Regions from separate parts of the Mus musculus genome. Here region 1 is linked to region 2. The links are chromatin contacts, called in public Hi-C maps. All regions are on one chromosome and are shown on one strand. The core of a region is the stretch at or near the end of the contact, and the rest is flanking DNA. Distances in the headings are between cores, read along the strand shown. Region 1 has its middle 30 kb from the start of Gm41162. Region 2 has its middle 79 kb from the start of Gm33430.

Region 1 (4,928 bases), core at 1,942-4,441, 570 kb after region 2:
TTTGGTACATTAATGCTTAGAAGTGACATAGCTACCTCTCTCTGATCATTCTTTCCAAGTTCCTCATCGACTCTGCAAGGAAGTTGTTATAAAGAAATAGGTACAGGTTGTAGTTTGAGATGGAACGGTGACATTTTAGCCCATACTGGCCTCGAACTCGTGATCCTCCTGCCTCTGCCTCCTTCAGCAAATCCTACCGGCATGAGCCACCACAACTGGCAAATGGTTTGAACTGGCTTTTTCTAGTCCATCTACTTAGGTTTGCCTCATTTTAACCTGGCACCATGTAATAAGAGAGCTGGGATTGCCTTTCCTATATTCATTCTTTGAACACACAGAACTATTCAATGATTAAAAACAGAAAAATTAACCTTCCTCCTTCTAGACCTCTCTCTACCACTACAGAATCTCATTGCAAAGTTACCATTGAGGCAGGGAATGCACCTGGTGGCTAAGTACCCATTGGTACTTTGGCATTTGGGCAGCTCCGAGCTCATTCTCGTCATTGTAAAATACAAACTAAGATGAAAGTACCAAACAAATCACAATACCAAAAGCCACAAAAAACCTACTACCTATATAGCAGAGGAAATGATTCTAATTTCTTTGCAGTTCTATCTATAAAGTTCCTATGTTCTTGACAGTTACAGTATGATCATGTGACCTGCCAGCTCTCGGGCTTTATGGGAAGTCATAGATGGCAAGCAGCCTGCATGCTAGCTCCTGGACCACCTAGAAGTTACATCAGGCAGGAAGAGTGGCTTTCCTAAAAATGGATTTCTTTATCTTTATTATAAAACCTCCTCTCAACACCAACCCCATGGCTGCTAAAGCCTCAACCTGTATCCATGGGTGACATATTCCCCACTAAATATCCCATGAGATTTTAGAGGTATTAACTGATCTTCAGAGCAAATAAGGACACATGAGAAGCCAATAACATAATCATTGATCATGCTGACAAGAGATTAGCATGCTTTAACTCCATAGATGGATTTTCGTTATTAATCAAGTTCTTTCTATTTTAACTGTGTTTACCCCATTTTAAACAATGTTAGCCGATAGACAGATACCCCCTCTCAACGTGCTAGGATGCTGATTTATTCCTGAAAGTCCACAGAACGTTAAATTCTCAAACTAATGGATTTGTAGCCATTCATTGTGTTTTCCCCCAGGTTTCCCACTAGAGCAAACAGACCTTTCTTACTTGCAATGTGTCCCACCTACAGCAGACTGACTCCCTGCATGCCAGACGGTTTCTCAATGCCTACAATCTTCCATGTCTTTCCTGAGCACCAGTAGCTATATTCTAGAATACATTCTGTGCTTAAGGTCTCACTGTTGTTTTATTTTTAATTTTTAATTTTTAAAACATATTTGTAACCGGTATGTAAAAACATAAAATTTACATATATTATTAGGTGTATCTATATCATGTTTCTCTCATGAAAACCTTGTATAATGTTTAATCAGGTAAATACATTTAATTCTTAAAACATGTATTTATGGTTAAAAAAATCATTCAAAAATCTTTTTCTCTGGCCTTTAGAAATGCAGCACATGACAATGACCTGCAGTCACACTCTGCTGCTCAAAGGTCTGCTTTTCTCTCTTAAGGGTGGCTTGGTTCTCATTGATCAGTCTTCTGCCACCTCTGTGTAACACAGTTTGATAATCCTTACCTGCCCTTGAATTGATTGCTACAAGATCCATGTCTAGCTAACCAACCACTCAGAGTTTCCTGGGAGGATGAATTGAAATTATCATTTTCCTCAATTGGAAGGACTGTATTAAAAACAGGAATGTGATGTTGGGGGTATTTTGTTGTTGCTGTTTCTAAGTGTTATTAATGAATCCATGCAAAAATATTCCAGATCAGTGTTTCCTAACCCTCCTCCTCTTCATCTTGGTTAACGTGGAAGTAATTGACTCCCTTTATTGTTAGGGAGGATGGATATAAATTACATAGATTATTCTTCAAATATTTTCAGTGAGATCTTAAATCCCTTTTGGAGAGAGCTCCCTCAGCAGTTACTCCATTCTTGGTCTTTTGGGGGGTTGCAGCTCCTCCCCCAGGACTTCCTGCTGGGCCATTCATTTTCATTCTCTCCTGGAGGAACCCCTCCTGGGTGCCACAGCCCGCAGCAGGGGTAGAAAGGCTTGGGGTGTTTGGCACAGCATCCCAAGTTGGAGTCGTCAGTCGTGCATAAGTAACGTGGAGAAGTATTAAATGTGCCTTTTAAGTATAGCCCTGCCTTGTCAACTTTACAAGCAAAAAAAGTCTTTAGACACTACCACACAGCGTAGGTGACACCTGCAGAATGTCAGCCATCCCTTCCTTGCCATAGGCTCACTGCAACATCGCCGTGACATTTCAAAAGGAAGAGGTAACAAGCCACGCCAAAGAAGAACACTGGGATCAGAAGCCATCCCGCTTACACACGGGGAGCTTGCAAACTCACATGCAGCACAGTAACTGTCCTCACCAGGGTATCTGGCTACGTGGAGATTGGCATTTTTTAAGGCAGTCTTATAATGCATGCAGCACACCACGCTGTCAGGAAGACTAATTGACAGAGTAATTGCTTGGAGAGTTTGAGTGATCTGAGAACTCTCTGAGGACAAGGGAGGCAAGCTTGCATCACTGCGGCTGTAACTTCTAACAGCTGAGAGAAGGAGCAGCAAGCCCAGGGCTCCAGGCATCTTTTACCAGAGAAGAGAACCAAAGCAACATTCAGAAATGGAGAACAGGCTTTCCCACTTAACAGAGCATTGGTCAAAACTCAGCCCAGGATGCTAACGCACACACACACACACACACACACACACACGCACGCACGCACGCACGCACGCGCGCGCGCGCAGCAGACGCTTAGCTCTGCTCACCATTAGGGGGGACATTTTTATGCGGACGCTGAGTTCAAGACCAGCTGGTGCCTCTCTCGCGTTTATTGGGTGGGAACGAGAACACAGGCTGGGGAGCACACGGAGGGAGCATTGGGAGTCCACAGACTTTTATCAAAGACCAGCAGTTGAGCCACTTCCTGAGCGGGCCTCAGAGACACGTGGAATGGAATTTATGTGAAAATTCTGGTGCCTTTCCCAGATGTTTCCCATGTCTAGACAGTGAGTGAACAGAGAATATCTTTACTCTTACTTAATGTAGCAAAAATCTCCCCCTGTTAACATGCCTGCCAAGACTTCCACAGAGTATGGAGTGACCTAGAGGCAATAGTCAAAGAATGACTCAAGAGGAGCAAACTAGTGCCTGCCTCCTTCTTGTGTTTTGTTTTCGCATATGAGGAAGCTTGAATGGTTCTTTTGGAACCAAGCATGTACACACACACACACACACACACACACACACACACGCACAAGGGGGTGGGGTCCTAGGGACCAGATGCTGTGGCAAATGGGTCCCTTCTCTCTTTTGAGCCCCCACTGCAGCCCTCTCCCCCCGGCACACGCGCACACTTTCTTTGTATTTACCTGTGAGAAGAGCTCTACTTCCATCTTGCGTCCTCAATCTCAATTCCAGTGGAGCTGAAAGCCGGAGTAGGAAAAGGTTTGAAGCTGTAACTCACAGAAGCCTGAAAGGAAGGGCCAAGTGAGCAGTGTAACCAGTTAACCTACTGATTGGTTTATTCTTTTTCGATTTAAGTTTATTTTAGCTGACATGGTAAACACGAATTGCACATGCTGGGGGCTGGAGAGATGACTCAGAGGTTAAGAGCTCTTGTTGATTTTGCAGAGGACCCAGGTACAGTTCTCAGCACTCACACGTGAGCTCACAACCACCATCTCCAGGGATCCGGCACCCTCTTCTGACCTCTGTAGGGACCAGGCACACAGGTGGTACACATGTATGAGTGTGGGCAAACCCCTCTCACACATAAAATAGAAATACCCAAATCTCAGAAAATACACATGCTAACGAACAAGGTGACATGTCCACCGACATATGCACTACAGAGTTGTGTTGAACAGCTCCTGTTCCTCCCTGGATATTATTTCTTCTTGGTATAGCTTATGGCATGCTTTCATGGAGGTGTTTGAAATGAGGTTTGTGGCTGCTAGGGAAAGTCGAGCAACTTTAAAGAGATGACTGCAGTCCAAGCCAATGGGGACACTATGTGGGGTTCAGCTTTTCAGGACCCTAGATCAGTGTGACATATTATCAGAGCTGAAAAGCAATGAGTAACAGGAAATCTTATTTCTGAGAACTGAAGGGTTGCCATGATTCAGAGGAAAAGGCCATGGAGCAAGACTGAGTCACTGATGTTTCCTTTTCTTCTTCTGTAGTAATGTGTGTGCGTTTGCATGTTTATGTGTACTCAAACACACACACACACACACACACACACACGCATGCATGCACACTCTCGCACATCCACACATGCACTTGTACACACACACATGTACATGCACATACAAGTGCACACACACACATACATGCACACTCTTCCGCTTGCACATGCATACATGCACTTACACACACACACACACACACACACACACACACACACACACACACACCCCACATGTGGTGTAAAGGGAAGTGTTCATGTTGAAAGCCAGAGCTTAACATCAGTGTCTTCTCCATCCTTCTCCTCACTCTCCACTGCACTGTTTACGAAAGTCTCTCGATGAACCTGCAGACTCCAGGGTGCTCCTGGCTCTGCATCCACAGCTCTGGCACAGCAGGCTCATGCTACAAACCTTGGGTTTTCTGTGGTTGCTTGGAAGTGAAATCATCTCCCTGTGTGTCCAGCAAGCACGTTACTGACTGAGCTATCTTCCCAGGCTTGACTGTTGCTTTCTGAGATGGTGTAGCTATGAATTCTGACAAGGCTTCTGTTTAGGTGTCCCCTCTGGGTTTTATCTAGAAACTGCTTCTCAGAGTTCTGCTTGCAGAAATGCGAGCACAT
Region 2 (5,079 bases), core at 577-3,076:
TCTTTGAGGTCACTCTGATTCACTTTCCAAGAGGCCCAGGTGAAGTCATATTTGTGTGATCTGCTCTTTCCCGTCATCAGTATTTGTTCACAGGAAAATTTTAATTATGTTAAGTGTGTGCGTATGCGTGTGTGTGTGTGTGTGTGTGTGTGTGTGTTTGTGTGTGTATGTGTGTGAGTGTGTGTACACATGTGTGTAAGAACCCTTGGAGGACAGAAGAGGGGGTCAGAGTCTCTGGAACTGGAGTTATAGGCAGTATATAAATTGTTAGATTATTTAAAGGCAGCTGTACAGAAGGCATAAAGTAAAAGAGAACTTGGTCTGCCATTAGGTGGGACCATGTTTATCTATGAAGAGACAGCATTGTGTCACCCATGTGTGCAGATGGCCAGAATGGCCTTGTAGAGGAAGATGGAATGCATCCCTCAGCTGGGGTTATAAGCTTCCCAGAAGAGCAGCTTGGTGTGAGAGTAACTGGGAGGGGGTGCTCTGAGTTCAGAACCTTCCACACCTGGTCTGTCTATCTTCCTGTTCTGTCATTTGATGCACAGCCTGGATGGAGTCAGTTGGGTTTCAATTGCTGCTTTACTTCTGGCATAACTACAGCAAGGGTCCCCTCCCCCCTCCCCCCTACAAGGAAACAAGGTGCTATACCACTCCACAGGCAGGTATGCTGACTAAACTCTGCTTCATTCTCTATTTTCTTCTAACTGATATGGACCGAGAGCCTTGCTCAGGTTTAGGCAGAAAGAACAGACTAAAATGTAAGAGAAGATCCACGTTAATATTTCTGGCATATCATCTGACAGTTGGCTCCCAGATACAAATTAACTGGGTGACAAGAAGTCCACGTTAGCTCTGCTTCCTCAGGCAGTGTTAGGTGTCACTTTTGCTTGTCATAGGGTTAGGGTGGACCAGAATATTTCTGAGGCACTGCAAGCATTTCATCCCCAATGGCTAACTCCTTTGGAGGGGATGCCTACTTAAAGGTGAGACACATCTGTCTCAGCTGGTTCTGTGTGTGAACATCTGTATCCACTCTGGAGACTGCAGGACATGCTCTGGTTCTGGCACCAGGCATTCTTCCAGGAGCACAAAACTCAGACTGGCAGGATGAAGACAGCCCTGGGGTTCTGTCTTGCTCAATGCCACTACAGGGCTCTGCCACCTCTCTCTGGCCTACCATCTGTCCCCTGGCTCTGTGGCTTGGAGAGCAGCCATCATTGACTTCTACATTGGCTTACAACATGCACTACAAGATCCACAGCCCAGCCTTGGAAGGAAGTCCCCAGAGATGCTGCTCAGTGCTAGCCCCAGAGCCAGAGCTGATGTCAGGATAGGAGAGTTCTGGACAGAATGTGAGAGACTTATACCATGTCTGTGCTTTTTTTGATTTCTAACACAAATTTTGTTACGGGTGCTTAATGGTTTTATCTTCCTCTTCTCTGGAGACATTCCGACATTATAAATGTAAATGGAATAGGAAAACGAACTGTTGTGTGCCTATCACACAGCTTTATTCATGACATAAGTGTCCTTGTTTTCTGCTCTTTGACATGATCACTCAAGCCATTACCCCCAACTCTTTTATTCCATGTATTTATTCTTCTCCAAAGAGCTGGTTCTACTTAGATTAATTTGAGGAAATAAACTTTTTTCACATATTTTTGTCTTTCAGAAGCCCTTGTTATTTAGCAGTGGAGTAGACTCATCATAATAGCACATGTAGTCGCTTCTGCCTGTAAGCAGCCCCTGCTAGAGGGGTGTACAGCAGAGGGACACAGACAGAATGGATTGTAGACAAACCCAGACTGCTGTTGCTTCATGACTAGACTGGTGAGAACTTTCGAATGATGTCATCAGTTTGAGTGAGCGTCCAAGAGAAGGAGGAATGGGAGGAATGTGGCTGACTCTGGGGAAAAATATATTCTTCTTGAAAAGGGGGAAATAAGCATATGCTGTTTCAAACCTTTGTCCAATGAGACAGACACACTCATACTCACAACAGAGGTGCTGGGTGGACATTGACAGCCAATGAGCAAGACAGGTGGAAATGAGTTCTCTTGGGATAATGAACTTGAGTCCCTTGGATTGTGAACAATATGTTTTTATTTGTGTTTCCCAAAAGCAGATGATAACTGTGGGTTTGCTATAAATTCCATCAATCAAGGATCTCTAGACCCCATTGTTCTATACTGTTCTTTACCCCTCCCCCACTTACATGACCTGGATCATTTGTTTATCTTAGAGCATTGCTAATCTTTCTAGGAAAATCATATATGGAATTCTTTTTTTCTTAACAGAGCATCTGTTACATTCTTTTGAGTGGTTTTATGCTATCTTCACGATACCTCATCTCTCCATTTCCATAATTAAACGCATGCCTGAGTCTCTTTCATGTCTGTATTCATTCATGTAATGCCTAGTACATGTGAGATACTAGTGAGGATGAGGGCTTGTGAACTTTTGTCCCTTGGAGGGCTGGAGTCAGCCCTGGACACAAGATGCTGCAGCACTGTGTGGCACTGGATCAGGAGAAACGTCCAGTTGTGCTTGGCATTGGGGGATGCAGGTTGAGGGCACTGAGACACCAGACCATAGTCTCCTGGAGAAGCAGTGGAAGACACAAGCCTGCCTGCCAACGAGAACCTCTGAATTGCCTTAGTTTCTTTGGCTGTGACTTAAAGCCTCAGGAGAATGTAGCGGTTGTGCTTTTGATTGTCAGTACTTGATTTTGGCTGAGACTCAGATGCTTGGTCGTCTATGAAGAGCACTTGGCCCAACAGCACAGAATACCCAAGGCTCTGATCCCAGAGCATGGGGATGCCCCTAATACCAAGGGCACCATTGTCAATGACACTGTCTATAGCCTCAATGGCTGGATGCATGTGGGGGGGGGGGTGCAGAGCTTGCCAATGTGGGTAAAATAATTCAAGGAGAGAGAAGGCAATAGTTTGTAGGCACCTGGCTAGAGATAGTAAACGGGTTTCAGGGAGGATGTAACCCTAAGAGAGGCATGCAGCTTTTGCCTCTGGGGAACAATGAAGCTTTGACTTGCTGCTTTGGAGTTGGGAGTCTTAGCAAACCTTCAAAGACATCTGTTATTCCTTCAGCATTCCGAAGACACAAAGGAGACAGCCAAGTCCAGGGTCACACAGCTGTTTTGAACCAGTGGGGCCTGTGTTCAAACCTGGTTCTCTGTAGGTTAATCCTCCCTCTCTCCCTGGCCTTAGCTGCCTCCCTTGCCTACAGAATTCGATAAGGAATGTACTCGTGTGACACCCATCCTGCCCCCGGTGGATAGGAACACACTGCCTCTGTGTTGTCATTCTGAATTGTGAGTAAAGTTGTTACTTTATAGTCAACCTTCTAATACCAGGGGCTGACAGCTCATTATTCACCCTTGAGGGTTTGCTGAGCAATTACACGGTTTATATGTTAGTGGGAACCCAAGCTGTTTCCTGAGAACTCTCTTAATTGTAGCTTTCAGAGATACGGGTGAGAGTAAGAGATAGAGTTGATAAGAAGTCGATAAGAAAAGGCAATAGGGAAGCGAAGCATTTGTTCATTGCACAGTGTGTTTCTCCTACTGCCTTCCTGTACATTTGTGAAGGACAGGAATATATCAGCCTTCAATTATGTGACAAACTTTAAAACCTCAATGTCTACTTTTTGTTTTGGCAGGACTTCAGAAGTAGGCTTTTTAACTTCATTTGGAAAGCTATGTGCTCTTAGGCTTTGAAGAAATGATGCTGATTCGAAGGCTGTAAAATCAGAAGGCAGGATATTTGCAGTTAGGACCAGCTACGAGTTCAAAGGGCTGACTCTCTTATAGAAGGAGGCATCTTCAGCCTTGGTATGTGGACCTACCATCCAAGTACTTGGGAGGCTAAAGCAGGAGGGCTGCTGTGACTTGAAAGCCATCTTGGGCTACATAGTATTTCAAAAATAAAACAAAACCACGGAAACTTTAAAAAGGAAATTCTAGGAAACTAGTATCAGTCTTATTTCATCCAGGCTCAATCTGCCGATATTTTGTTAATATATATGTTTTGTTTTTTCTTTCTTTTTCCCTCATTATGTTATAATGAAGATGTGACTTGACCTGAGCCTGAGAGTTCCTTCAAAGGAGCTGCTTTCCTGGAGTGGAAGTCTTAAGGTGAGAAGCCATTGGGAAGGAGGCCAGAAGCATCTCATTTCTTAGCTTCACCTAGACCACAACAGGAAGCAGAGGAATGACTCGGGTACTCCCGACTTCAGTTCCCTCATCTCTAAGACAATTTTAATAACACCAGGAAATGATTTTATACCTCTACCAGAAAAGAATTATCAACATATGATACTCAATTAAGCAAGCAATAGCTTTTGATTCATGGTAAGGTGCCAAGTTTAAGCAATATTTTCTTGGCCAGGATTCTTCAGGCAAGAATCTGATTTTCACAATCAATTGGGCTTAGCAGCCCATAATGACCACAATAGCTACGTGCCTGAATAAAATACAAATTCCTCTCTGGTGTGCCAGGACTCATTGTTCTCGGGAGCGAAATGTGGAGTTGTTCAGTCTCACTTTGGGGTGGGGGATGTCTCTTTCTGATCAAACACGCATTCCAATAAATAACTCAAGATTTATTTCTCCATTAAAGAGACATTCTCAGCTGCACATTAATCAACTGGATAGAAGCAGGAAGCCCCAGCAGAAGAAGCTGTTGCCTATTCAAAGTATATGTGTGTGAGACGCAGCCCTCCCCTCTCTGTAACTATTGTTAGAAATAATGAATGATGTATCACGAAATGCCTTTCATGCCAAGTGGTTCTGAGACTCTTTGCAACTGCACTCATAAACAGGCATCATTTTCCCCAGCATTGAAATGGACCACCTCTTGGAGGAGACATGGCAGGTGTTTACTGATGCATAACAGCGTTCCAAAACAAGGCAGACCTGGAAGAGAGTGGCGTTGGGGGGTGGGGGGAGACACTGATATGTGACTCAGATCACCTGAGATGTTTCTGGCACTGGGCAGGATTGTGAGGGGTTTTTGTAACCCACCAGGCCAGTTCATGGTCACCTGCTAAATTACC

Evidence for each region. Hi-C and Micro-C count contacts between places; a contact is called where the count stands out from the background.
Region 1: a Hi-C map of adipose-derived mesenchymal stem cells shows a contact between it and region 2, with 3 times the contacts expected there. The contact joins two enhancer-like sites. A contact is called at or near these places in 9 of 484 Hi-C or Micro-C datasets (the C2C12 cell line, adipose-derived mesenchymal stem cells, embryonic stem cells and 4 more) and 2 of 115 datasets of contacts at active chromatin or transcription factors (embryonic fibroblasts and fibro-adipogenic progenitors).

Annotation. Positions count from the first base shown.
Region 1 is chr14:59,073,505-59,078,432 of GRCm38.p6, forward strand. No RefSeq gene overlaps it. Among named protein-coding and RNA genes, the nearest start is that of Gm41162, 30 kb to the left of the region's middle. Within about 2 kb of position 3,192, at least 24 of the 459 cell types and tissues checked have an H3K27ac peak or open chromatin away from gene starts, as enhancers often do. A contact at or near this core is called in adipose-derived mesenchymal stem cells, where this site is marked.
Region 2 is chr14:58,504,840-58,509,918 of GRCm38.p6, forward strand. No RefSeq gene overlaps it. Among named protein-coding and RNA genes, the nearest start is that of Gm33430, 79 kb to the left of the region's middle. Within about 2 kb of position 1,827, at least 16 of the 459 cell types and tissues checked have an H3K27ac peak or open chromatin away from gene starts, as enhancers often do. A contact at or near this core is called in adipose-derived mesenchymal stem cells, where this site is marked.